Regions from separate parts of the Mus musculus genome. Here regions 1 and 2 are each linked to region 3. A link is a contact called in public HiChIP or PLAC-seq data. All regions are on one chromosome and are shown on one strand. Each heading gives the region's core, a stretch centred on a gene start, on an enhancer-like site or on the middle of the called end of the contact. The rest is flanking DNA. Distances are from core to core; before and after follow the strand shown.

What was found. HiChIP or PLAC-seq counts read pairs in DNA pulled down with a chosen protein or histone mark.
Region 1: an H3K27ac HiChIP or PLAC-seq map of embryonic stem cells shows a contact between it and region 3, with 4 times the contacts expected there. The contact joins two enhancer-like sites. A contact is called at or near these places in 1 of 15 datasets of contacts at CTCF or cohesin (the G1E-ER4 cell line), 2 of 484 Hi-C or Micro-C datasets (adipose-derived mesenchymal stem cells and embryonic stem cells), 2 of 115 datasets of contacts at active chromatin or transcription factors (both in embryonic stem cells) and 1 of 9 other capture datasets (adipose tissue).
Region 2: a contact with region 3 is called in an H3K27ac HiChIP or PLAC-seq map of embryonic stem cells, with 6 times the contacts expected there. The contact joins two enhancer-like sites. A contact is called at or near these places in 4 of 484 Hi-C or Micro-C datasets (brain, cortical neurons and embryonic stem cells) and 6 of 115 datasets of contacts at active chromatin or transcription factors (SST interneurons, VIP interneurons, embryonic stem cells and 1 more).

What each region holds. Positions count from the first base shown.
Region 1 is chr13:18,808,909-18,813,149 of GRCm38.p6, forward strand. Vps41 (VPS41 HOPS complex subunit) reads left to right here. Exons shown (of 29, transcript NM_172120.4): 8 at 1,524-1,643; 9 at 2,659-2,805. Among named protein-coding and RNA genes, the nearest start is that of Vps41, 94 kb to the left of the region's middle. Within about 2 kb of position 2,248, at least 27 of the 459 cell types and tissues checked have an H3K27ac peak or open chromatin away from gene starts, as enhancers often do. A contact at or near this core is called in embryonic stem cells, where this site is marked.
Region 2 is chr13:18,840,454-18,844,478 of GRCm38.p6, forward strand. It overlaps Vps41 (VPS41 HOPS complex subunit), which reads left to right. Exons shown (of 29, transcript NM_172120.4): 17 at 705-797; 18 at 1,700-1,827; 19 at 3,016-3,160. Among named protein-coding and RNA genes, the nearest start is that of Amph, 110 kb to the right of the region's middle. Within about 2 kb of position 2,323, at least 9 of the 459 cell types and tissues checked have an H3K27ac peak or open chromatin away from gene starts, as enhancers often do. A contact at or near this core is called in embryonic stem cells, where this site is marked.
Region 3 is chr13:19,135,875-19,140,083 of GRCm38.p6, forward strand. It overlaps Amph (amphiphysin), which reads left to right. Exons shown (of 21, transcript NM_175007.2): 18 at 1,662-1,868; 19 at 3,298-3,558. Among named protein-coding and RNA genes, the nearest start is that of Gm31887, 56 kb to the right of the region's middle. Within about 2 kb of position 2,222, at least 59 of the 459 cell types and tissues checked have an H3K27ac peak or open chromatin away from gene starts, as enhancers often do. A contact at or near this core is called in embryonic stem cells, where this site is marked.

The DNA.
Region 1 (4,241 bases), core at 998-3,497, 330 kb before region 3:
TCTGTAAATTAATTTGGAAGCACATTTTTGTCCTCTTTTAAGATTTCAGTATGTTTTTTTATCGCTTCATCCAGCTCCCTAAATTAAACTTGGTTGTAAAACGTGGACTTCATCCTTATTAATGAGTTAACATTATAAAAAAAATCACATGAATAATTAGAAAAATTTCTATGTAAGATTTCTTCATACCCTTTTCTAGAATTATGATTACTTTGTAATATATGCTTCATATTTCTATACTACTTTCTGTGTAAATATTTATTATGTGGCTATTTATTCATATTTAAGTGGTATCATAGAAAATACTATTTTGTAGTATTTTTAATATCTTAAGTATCTTTATATTGATAATACACATATAGAGACAGATATTTATAGGTAGGTAGATAGACAGACACACTGACTGATAGTCCTGATTTTGTCCATCTCCATATTGTGCTCAGTAGTTGCCATGTTTTTAGTTTATCTGTGGTTGTCATATATAACTTTAATTGTATAGCATCAATTTCTAGGTTGCCCCTGATGTTTCCTCCCTTATACTTAGGGCCTGGTAGTAGATACACAAAACACTGAGGTAAACTGAAAGGAATTTTAAAAATTCTCTTGCCAGGAATGGTGGCACCTGCCAACAATCCTAGAGTATGATGGCAGAGGGATAGTAGACCAAGAACTCTATCTACACCAGCATTCTAGGCCGACAATAGTGAAGCTCATCTCCGCCTCACCCCAGACCTCTCTCAGCCTCTGTCCTCAGTGTAGCAGACAGCAGTAACACACATACGTCTGGTTGTTGTGCTTTCAGCGATACATGCTATAGGTGGCACTGCTTAAAGAGTTGAAGTTGAGTATATCAAGAAGAATATGTTCTCAGTGGATGAATTATCAGACCTGTGTCTTCTTCAGAATTAAGGAGTTTTGACCAGTTATATTTTATTTTAAAATAGTCAGTGGGACTTCACAATAGATTCTAATCTTTATATAGTGTCTAGCTACTGTGGAAAATGTAAAGATCCCAAATCTTAAAGCAAATGGTTCATACTTTGTGATTTGATTTACTGTTAAAAAGATAATGTCACATTATTTGCTTTGGATTAAATAAAAAAAAAAAAAGATGCTCGCTTCCAACTAAAGCAGTTGAACCTGTGATGACTCTCTTTGTCAGTGAGAAACTTAAAAGGTTCTGATTTCCCGGTTTACACAGTTAATTAGTTCCCAGTTGAAAAGCCGTCCTGAAGCTGGATTCACTAAGGCATTGTTTGCCCCGAGTCGTGGTGTTTTGGTGCCATCTTGTGGCTGAGACTTGTCATATCCTCAGTGCTCGTCTAATTTAAATAGGAATTCAGGCAGTTCAAGATATGTAGGGGATTGTTTCCAAAACGAGGGTATCTATTTAAAATAAGCATAAAAAAATACTGAGAGCGGCTTGTTTGTCACTTGGTAACACTGACAGGCAGAGAGGATGAGTGAAGGATCTTCTGTGTGACTCTGGAGACCTGAAAGCCTGTGTTTTGCTGTGTCCTCAGCTGCTGCTGTTTGAACGGACCTGGATGAACAGATGGAAGTCTTCTGTGCTACACGAAGGGGAAGGAAACATAAGGAGTGTGAAGTGGAGAGGCCATCTGATTGCTTGGGCCAACAATATGGTAAAGGCACTTGTCTGTCTCTCTAGCACTTGCACAGTGGCAGCAGATTGCCAGATGGAAAGGGCAGGACAGAGACTCGGTGGAGTTAGAATTCTGATAGGTATGGGTGATTGATACCACACCTCAGCTTAAGGAAGTCAGATCGCCTGGGTTTTCATACTACAGCAATTCCCAACACATTGTGGACTAAAATCTCTTTAGAGGAAGAAAGTGAGGCACAGAGCAACGAAGAAAATGAAAAGCCACCTTAATCATTGCAGGGCTGCTTCAGGCATGTGCTCTGGAAATGCCATTCACCCGGCGCTCATGAGCACTGAGAGAAGCAAGTTGTGACTTCCTCTTTACTCCAGGTATAATCATGGGCCTGTCATTTGAAAAGTGTATTGTACTCTCAGTATTGCACTTAAAGTTTATTTTATGTAAAGTGGGGCTTGGAGGAAGTTTAAAGAGTAGTCTTTTTCATATCTGTCATGTTTTCTGAAATTTCAACACGTAGCTGAGAAAATCAGTTGCATTTGGTCAGAAAGAGTTGACATTGTCTCAGTTCAACCCTGCTGCTGGGATTGTCCTCACAACAGCCAGTCTCCAGGCTCCTGATCAGCCAGAGGCACTTGAAGGTTCCATTGAGCACTCTGAAGGGTCACATGTTGTCTTTGAATGGATGGGTTTTCAGACCCAAAGCTTTCTGAAAAACTAAAACTCATTCTCTTTCCGAAGAATTCCTTTAGAAATGCTCGCCACCTATCAGGTTGAAAGCAAACTTGGTGTCTCTGTGCAAAACATGTTTGTGCTGGATTTGTGTTACTTACGCCCTCCACTAATAACAGCCTTTGTCCAGAAAGGAGCCTTGCAGCTTTGGTTCTCAAAGGGTTTGTATAAAGAAAGTCCATGGCCTTGTATGGCTCCTGGGCGTGCCCAGTGAACAGCGTTATGGGTTTGAGTGCGACACGTCTTGCTTTGCTCGATCCCTCTCTGAGATACAAGACACTTAATTTAATGTTGCTTTGGTTTGTAGGGTGTGAAGGTTTTTGACATCACCTCAAAGCAAAGAATCAGCAATGTGCCCCGAGATGACATAAGTCTTCGCCCAGACATGTACCCCTGCAGCCTCTGCTGGAAGGACAATGTGACACTCATTATTGGCTGGGGAACTTCCATCAAGGTCGTTTACTTGGTCTTTCTATTAAATCCAAATCATTACAGATTTATTGTACTCATGACTGGTTTCTGGCAAACCTGATATTTTCATCTGAACACTGTGGTGCTAGGATGAAGCACCACTTTATTTTACAAGTACAGACTTTAAGATGTGCTTTCCTTTTCTTTTTTTTTTTTTTTGTTTTTTGTTTTTTGTTTTTTGTTTGGTTTGGTTTGGTTTTTCGAGACAGGGTTTCTCTGTGTAGCCCTGGCTGTCCTGGAACTCACTCTATAGACCAGGCTGGCCTTGAACTCAGAAATCCACCTGCCTCTGCCTCCCGAGTACTGGGATCAAAGGCGTGCGCCACCACGCCCAGCTGTGCTTTCCTTTTCTATGATGGGCAAACTAATTGCCCTTTTCTGTTCTCAGAATGATGCTGTATTTGTTGAGTTCTGTTTTAGTTTCCCATGATCCCACCGCAGTTCCTTGGCTGTTTATGGAACGTGTGGTTGATTTTGGTGGCTTAGTCAAAGGTGTTGATCTTCATATCATCCTTTCTTTGTCTTTAGTTTTGATCGTTCGGCTCATTTGAGTTTTTCATGGCCGTGAGCTGAGGGTAAACCTAAGTCACCTGCATATTTCATAATTCAGTGGCATAGAGGCCCTGGCTCGTTGTTTATAATTCAATGGCATAGAGGCCCTGGCTCGTTGTTCATAACGTGATTGGCATTGTGAGATATTTTCCTGAGATGATTCAATAATTTCCTTAGTAAGCGAGGGGCCGGAAGGGAGAGTAGGGCTCTTATAAACTCAGAAGTTCACCGGAAAGAGAAGGCAGCTGGGGGAAGTAAAGAGGAGACAGATGTCCAGAAGCAATTAGGGAGAAAAGCAGCCAGTCCCATAGTTGTGGATCTTCAGTTGTCTGCAGCCATGCGTTTTTGTCACACATTAGAAAAGTATTCTCTGAGCCCTTCACCCGGTTGCTCCTGTGCTGAAGACAAATTTAGACATGTGCATTAAAGAAGGAATCAGACAAAAAGATAAAACATCTAACCATTGATCTGGCAGCTTTATATATCTAGTCATTGAGCCTAAGTAATGTCCTTAACATTTTATATTTAAGTATACTGAGCATGCTGTTATTATTTATAATACTCATGGATAGAAATAAAAAAATGAGAAATAAGAAAGTTGATCAAATAAGTTACAATAGTTTCTCATGATACATTGTTATAGTGACATTAATGATTACAATGGTAGAAGAATATTTAAATGATATTTAGTATTTATAGTAAGCCTTTACATTAATAGCAGTAGCTCTGTGGTAGAGTTACTAATGGTGTCCTTAGACTGGGATGTTGTTCACTCTTGTTTTTCTCTTTGAGTTTGTCTGCGTTACAATGCTCCATAGTGTAGTGATCCTTAGGTGGGTGACTCTAAAATATCACTGTCTGCAAGTG
Region 2 (4,025 bases), core at 1,073-3,572, 300 kb before region 3:
GTTGGGCTCAACCAAGGGCTTCAGAACTGTTAGGCGAGTGATGTGCCAGGGAGCTCATTCCCAACGCTCAGCTGATCTGTGAGCTGCAGGAGGCAGCTCACACCCCTGACTGCAGCTCTGCCAGGAGGCTTTAGCGCTTGATCGGCATCCTTACCCCTGGACACAGCATGCACACCAGTCACCCAGTTTTGATTTGTTTATCATCTGTGAGCCTTTTGAATACTCTGTTGAAATTAAGACTATACTGTTAAATTTTATATCATGTTTTTAAAAGTTAAATTATAAAGCAATGAGCTTCAATGTGGCATTGTCACACACTGGTGGCAATGTCACACGCTGGTGGCATGCTTGCTTCATAAGATGGTTGACTTTTAAAGTATTAATTGATGTGTTATACCAAGTATAAGGAAAGTTAAAAGAAGTAGTTATTCTAATTATTGGATTTTCATGAATTAATTAAAAAGAAAAGAGTAAAGATTAATGCACTTTTGTACTATTGATTCCTACACACACACTCACTCACTACACACTTTCAGAAATATTTTGTAGCTTCCTGATAGGTAGCAGAGTTTATCTGAATCTTTTCTTAGTGTTCCAAAGTATCCTGATACCTAAAATTTTGAAGGTTAAAACTCTGCTGTTCTGCTGTCTGCATGTTTGGGACACTAGTGTCTTACCTGAAAGGACTTTTCCTTCCTCCCCAGGCAATTAGTCCCTATTTACCTCGAGGGGACCCAGTTCTGAAACCACTCATCTATGAAATGATTTTGCACGAATTTCTGGAAAGTGACTATGAGGTAAGGAATTCTCCCACAAACAAGGCTTGTTCTCAGCATGTGTTACAAAATCTAGAAATTGACTTTTTTATGCTTTCACATTGGTGTCAGATGGATTTTATATGAAAGTGATTTAAATTACATCACCCAAATTATCCTACTAATTCTTGTTCTGAGTGGCTGGAGAAAGTCAGCCTTGACTGTGAGTCTGGAGACTTCTCCTGCACATTGTGTCATGTCTGCCTCATTAGGACCACTGAGGAAGAAATCATTTTTATTGTCATTAAACTATAGAAATAATTTAAGTATTATTTTTTATTTTTCTCATTTTAAGGTTTAATTTTAAATGAGTGATTCATATAATGAATCAAGTAGCAGTGTTTCATAAGAACTCCCCATGAAAAATGTTGTCCTGTACAAACACTAAAGATCAGGTTGTAAAAACTACAAGCAAATGGAAGAACCCTAAGCTCAGTAGTGCACACTCGTAACCCCAGCTGCTCAGGAAGCTGAGGCAGGGGAATGTGAGTCCCAGTCCATCCACTTATCCGTCCACTTATCCTCAGGAGTGCTGGACCACTTCTCTGGAGTCCCGGCTTCTCCGTTTTCTTGCCTTCCATTTTGCCAGTCAGGAAATCACTAAACCTTGGCATGTTAGACATTTATGGAAAGTTCATTGCATAGGCATGATGGCTAATAGAGAGGAGGGAAAACCCAGAGAGGCCTTGTGTGCTTACTTAGCATTCTTCCTTCCTGGGCAAGGGGGCTGGACCCTCTGAAGGTGCTCTTATAATGCACTATCCTTTAATGGCCTGCACTGGGGAGTGGTTAAATAACAAAAGAGGGCAGATTGAAACCCAGCTGTGAACATCACAGTACCACCCTATGAAGAGTGTTCTTTTTCTGCTGTTCTTTCTGGTTAGGGCTTTGCCACATTGATCAGAGAGTGGCCTGGAGATCTATATAACAATTCCGTGATAGTTCAGGCAGTTCGAGACCACCTGAAGAAGGACAGTCAGAACAAAACGTTATTGAAAACACTGGCAGAATTGTGAGTATGTTTTAGTTCTTGAAATCTCAGAATGGGGACAAGGCCCTTTCATTTTCCGCCGTCTACTTAGTTGGGATCTTTTTTCTAAGTCTCAGTGAATAACTGGACGATGAGTGTGTGAAGCTGCATTATAGTGAGATCTGTCTGCCAGAGGAATGGTGTGGTGTGGACGGGTCCTGGCGAGGAGAGTACCAGGCTCCCTCAGGCTTTCCCAGTGAGACAGGTTCTGGATTCTGTTATTTTTAAGTCTGCAAGTCTATTGCTTTTTCTGAACCCGCATCTTTATCTGTAAAATTACAGGGCACATTCGTTATAGGGATACTTTCAGACTTGAAAGTTAGGGCTCAGCAAGTGATGTTTGGTGAGTATGTTTTTCTTTTGGGAGTACTCCCATCTGGCTTTTGTGCCATATGTCTGAACACAAAGATGAGCTAGACCCTCAAGGAACCTCAGGGTAGGGCGCCAGATGGTGTACCACAGGCCAGTCCGAGAAGGAGGGCCTGCTACATGCCTTCCTCAGGAGCCACAGACCTCACACTGCCCTCTCTGACCAATTCTGTCAGAGTTGGAGAAAAGGCTGCATGAGCCTTGGCACAGGGGAGTCATGGTTGTGGCATCCTTATGCAGAGCACTCTGGTTTCTCTCAGAAGCATCTTCTGGGGCAACTGGACTCTTTAATACTGTTAGTACGAACAGCGGGGTAATTTCTGGTCAGCTGGCTCTCCTGGCTTACATGAGGGACTGTGTGTGAAAACATTGTTTCAATGGAAAAATATGTTTTAGTTTTATACAACACCCCTACAAATGAGCTCCTGAAATATAATGTATTTGTCAGCTGAACATTATGTACAGGAATTAAGACCAATTCCTCTATTGATTAAGAAGAGCTTTTCCTTCATTCTGGACCACAGGTTCATGTCTGAAATATAGATGTCTATACATCGTGGAGGCTGAGGTTGCAAGAAGAAACACTTATTACTTGAATATTACACAGTTTTGCAAATTTGATGAGAGGAAAGTCAGGCTTCTGAAAGGAGTACCAGGGGACCATGCATTTTAAATCTCAGTGAACACTTGCCGTAGTAAACTCTTCTCTTTGAACAACTATTTCAGCTTTTACTATTATGAAACATAATATCTGTGCATTTTAGTTATAACAATTAATAAGTATTAATTTTTTATTATCAGGTACACCTATGACAAAAATTATGGCAATGCTCTGGAAATATACTTAACGTTAAGACATAAAGATGTTTTCCAACTGATACACAAGCATAATCTTTTCAGCTCCATCAAGGATAAAATTGTGTTATTAATGGATTTTGATTCAGAGGTAATACTTTTCTTATTACTATGTATTAACTGTTAACTATTCAAAGGTTTAGTCATGGCCACTTGCCCAAGTGAGTCACATACTTGACCATATGCTGGCCATGCTTAAAACCCTCTGACGCACCTTTCTTTGCATAGTTGTTGTGAAAGCCATTGTAGCTTAATGTCAGGCACTTTTCTTGTGGTTGATAGGAGAGAGATAGGGATCAAGCCTTGTATATAATAAGCACAGCTTATTCCACTGGGCTGTGCCCCAACATCAGTGTAGTGCTTTATCAGAGGTATTTGAACTTTAAAAACAAAACAATCTATGTAATTCATAAGAAAGAAAAACAGCCTATACTTTCGTTTATTGCACTGTTTTAATCTTTGTCTCTACATGGAAATTTAAATGAACTTCGGTTTAGAGCCTAAATTTTAAACCGTGTCCTAGCTTGTTTTTTGTGGTGATAAAGACTAAAGCCAAAAGCCACTTGGAAAGAAAAGGTTGACTTGGCAAGTCAGGGCTACATAGTGAGACCCTGTCTCACAAAAACAGGAAGAAGGGAAAGCAGGCAGGCAGGCAGGCTGGAAGAACCAAGGGACTAGTAAGACTCCTTCCAGAGTATGGGGGAATGAAAGTAGTCAAAGTTCATGGTGTACTTGTAAGAAAATCTTTATGAAACCCATTACTCACAGAAATACACTAATAAAAAAGATGAGCTGCTCATATATAATTTAGTCACAGAGTGAGTGCTCAGACAGTAAAGGCACTTGTCACCAAGCCTGAAGACCTGAGTTTAGTCCCTAGGATCCTTGGGATAGAAGGAAAGAACCTTCTCCTCCGAGTTGTCCTTGGGCCACACATGCTGTAAGGCGCGTGCATG
Region 3 (4,209 bases), core at 972-3,471:
CTGTGTGAGGTCACATTCCCATGCCACATTCGTGATGCCCATGAACCCTGCTATTCTCCACTGCCTACTTCAGAAGTCAGGGCTGGAGAGCCAATGCTTGCAAGAATATGGCTCTCCTGACTTAATACAATGAATAGCACCGAGCTGATTCAGAAAAGGAAAGCACCAGGTGATGCTAACCCCATCAGAAAGCTAGACCAATTTTTGCAATATGTGTCCTGGGTATACTATATAAACTCAGACTTAGCATTCTTTCTCAGTAGTCCTTTTTAGTCTACCTTCAGGTCTGCTATGCCGATATTACTAGAGTCCTATTAAAGGTTAGACTTTAAACCAGTGTGGTCCAAATTTAAAACTTGTGACGGTGCCCCCTTTATTTCATCAGCACACATTTTAAATACTACTGGAAACTTTTTCAATTTTGCTTCATTTAGTAAAGACTCAAAGTCTGATTGTGCCATTCCCCTAGCCAGCAGATGGCTCCATGGGGATTTATGTATTGCTGATCCCCTCTGATCCCCTCATCCCCTAGTGTTCTTTTGGGGGAAACCCCACCTTCATCCCGTTCCCTGAAGGTGATTCAGCTGTGAAGCCTTATCTACACAGATGTGGCGAACATCACAAAGTACAGCCATCGTGATTGTGACTACATGATGGGACACTGTGTTCTTTCTCCATGAGCCAGGCCTCACAGGAGCCCAGGTCTCTTCAGTGTTGTAACAGGTGCTCCCTAAAGCTCAATCCACTGCAATCTGCTTTCATGCAACAGCAGCAGCAGCAACAACAACAACAAACACAATAGCTTATTGAGGAAGATCCACCCACCAATTACCAATATCCTCTAAATAATGGTATATGTTGAAAGACCCACAATGTGAGGGCTCCCCCACATTCTGACTCAGGAGAGGCGACACCCCAAAATCACCCACAAGAAACGGGTCTTGCTGCAAATTGCAAGAGGATTTTTATTCAAGAGCGCTCTCGGGCCCATGGTCATACACCACGCAGGGGTAGAGGACCGTGGCGCCCCGAGTAGCTGGGTAAGGGGGTATTTAAAGGAAGAAACCAGAAACTCAAGGAAGTGGGGAGGGCGTTGTTGGAAGATACCAAAGATACCAGTTAAGAGTCACAAGGAAGTGTAAAGTTACAAGAGTCACAAGGAATACCTGGTAATTGTTAACTCTCAAGACAGCTTCTAAGAGCCTCTAACAATAGCACATTTGCATTGCAGGTTCTGGTAATGGCCAGGGTGACTTTCTTTGAATGAGCACTCTTTGAACCCAGGAAGCGGGTGGGTGGAGGAATGTCGCTATCTCTTTTATGATTAGCATACCTTTACAAAGGCCACATTCCCAAGCCTGGGCCTAAAGGCCTAGAATTCTGTTTTTACGTTGTTATACTTTCAATGTCACCTGTTTCAATGCCATCCACCATACGTGGCTGCAGGGAAAACCAAGGGACACTGAATCCATATCATTGGATGCTCTGAGGAAGAGTGTGCTCTGAATAAGCAGTTTCTGCTGCCCGACTCCTGGAATTTTGTTTATGGCAAAGCAGCTCAGTGCTAGGGCTTTAGCAGTTAAGGAAGAATGATGGAGTGGGCCTGAGGCCTCGTGAAGGTTGTGGAGACACAGGCATAGTGACTTCCCTCTACCTTACAGATCCCTCCCGCAACTGATACTGGCGAGACTGTGGAAACTGCAGTGCCAACTGAGGGTGCCCCGGTGGAGGAAGCAGAGGCAGAGAAGGCAGCCCTCCCTGCTGGAGAAGGAGGAAGTCCAGAGGGAGCCAAAATTGACGGGGAAAGCACGGAGCTTGCAATCAGTGAGAGCCCTCAACCAGTGGAGCCCGAAGCGGGTGCTCCTCAGGTAAGGGTTCCTTGAGGAACTTAGAAGAGCACTGTTTAGAGGGGTCTTTCCTACTTGGCTGGGCAGTAGCTGCCTGTGTGTGGAATGGACTTCCTACACCTGTGGCCGAAACACGGAAGGAGAAAGAAGCTTCAGTCATGATAGAGGGAATAAAGCATAGATGAGTGTAGCCATCCATGGCTGTGGATGAACTGTGTTACCTGGAAGGGGGGCTGGAAATGAAAACGGACAGGGTAAGCCAAGACAAAGTTCTGATCAAGGCTCAAAGTTTAAGATTCCGCACTGTGTTTATATAGGGAAAGCCCACAGACCTCCCCTCCCATCCTTTGTTTCAGCTGGATTGAGTTGCAAAACCCGCTCAGCAGGTGGTCTACTCCTCACACCCCCTGTAGGAAATCGCAAATGCAGTGAGGCCAGATGACTGCAGCTTGGTTGTAAAACATGTGTGGGTTTGTTTAGCCTACTCAAGGCTGGGGGAAGGGCACAGATGAGGAGTGTCTTTGGGTTTCTATTGCTGTGAACAATCACCATGACCACAGCTACTCTTATAAAGGAAAGCATTTAATTGGGGCTGGCTTATAGTTCCGAGGTTTAGTCCATTACAGCTGTCGTGGGAAGTGTGGTGCCATGCGGACATTGGTGCAAGGTGCTGGGGAAGGAGCTGAGAGTTCTACTTCTGGGTCCACAGGCAGCAGAGACAGTGTGCTGCTATGCCTGGTTTGAGCTTCTGAAACCTCTAAGTCCACCTCCCACCATAGTGACACATTTCCTCCAAACATCACATGATGCCACTCTTTATGAGTCCATGGGGGCCATTTTTATTCAGACCACCACAATGAGAAAACCCATAATGGAGAAGGGAAGGAGGAGTGTGATAAAAATGATAGAGCTATTTGAGTGATTGCCCTCCCTACAAAGCCTTTGCTGGGAACTCAGTATAAGTAGTGTCTCTGAATTACTATTATCACTACTTCATGTTTATCATTATTAGAGCATCTCAGATTCCCTAGAGGGCCTCTCTTATAGAAGCTTATCCCAGTTTTCAAGGAAACAGATGAGCACACACAGGAAGTTAGAGGTGGTTCTGTCTCCTCCTGTTGCCCTGCAGCAATCAAAGTCAGTATGTGCCAGGCCACATGGGCGGTCATGAACAACCATGGCAAACCCTCGTAGGACCCTCCCATTTTCCAGGAGTGTGTCTGCTCAAGGATCAAGATAGAATTCCCACTAATTGTTTAGTACTCAAGAGAGACAGTGAAAAAGTCAGGACAAACACAAGGTGTAGGTCTACAGTCTGCAAACTTAGTGGGCTTGGAACTGTGGGTTAGTGGGACAGAGAAAGTGGGTGGCTGGGAGAAGACACTGACCTAGGAGCAAGTACACCTATCATTTTCCAGGCCATGACGCTGTCCATTTCTCTACCCACCAGGTCATCCCTTCTGTTGTCATTGAGCCAGCCTCCAACCATGAAGGAGAAGGAGAACACCAAGAAACTGCTACGGGTACTGAACCGAGGGAGGCCGCTGAGGATGTGGCTGCCCAGGGCTCAGCGGGTGAGAAGCAGGAAGTGGCTACAGAGCCCACGCCTCTGGATTCTCAGGCAACTCTGCCTGCATCTGCAGGTGCTGTGGATGCCTCGCTGTCTGCAGGGGATGCCACTCAGGAACTGCCTCCTGGCTTTCTCTACAAGGTCTTTGTATTGTCACTTCAGGGTCATTGTCATTTGAGTTCTCTTTGCACCTTGTTCTGGTTTTCCAGTGTGTGGGTTCTGTTGTTGTTGTCTTCGTCGTCGTTTTGTGTATTTTTTTTTTTCAAATTTGCTTTCCCTTTACCCTGATTTTTTCCTGGGAAAATGACCCGAAGCCCGTGTTTTAGGCAAGCAAGATCTATGATAGTACTTTTCCATGCCTCCTTCAGAGCTGTGTCTGATTAGCCTGACTCAGACCAGGCCTTTCAAGTCACAGTATGTTTCGTAAGGAGTTGTCAACCAGGCAGGACACAAAGTCATTCAGTCCAAATGCAGAATGAGGGATCAACAAATAGTCCAAAACCAAGTGTCTAAAGGCACTATGGGCCTTCTGTGAAAAGGGAGAAAAAAAGCAAGCAAGCCTCCATCCCTGGGAAGAAAGATTTCCTGGCCAGGGACTAAAGCCTTCTTATCCCTCAATAAAACAACCATAGTAATTGCCCAGAAATGCCAGTTACAGCCAGCCCAGTGGTGTGGCAGATAAGGTCCCAAGAAGAAGCTGATTAGAAATTGTAAGCATTGTTTAACTTGATACTGTATTTCAAAACACAGCCCTTGTTTTGCTTGGTTGGTTCTTTGTTTTGCTGTCCTGAT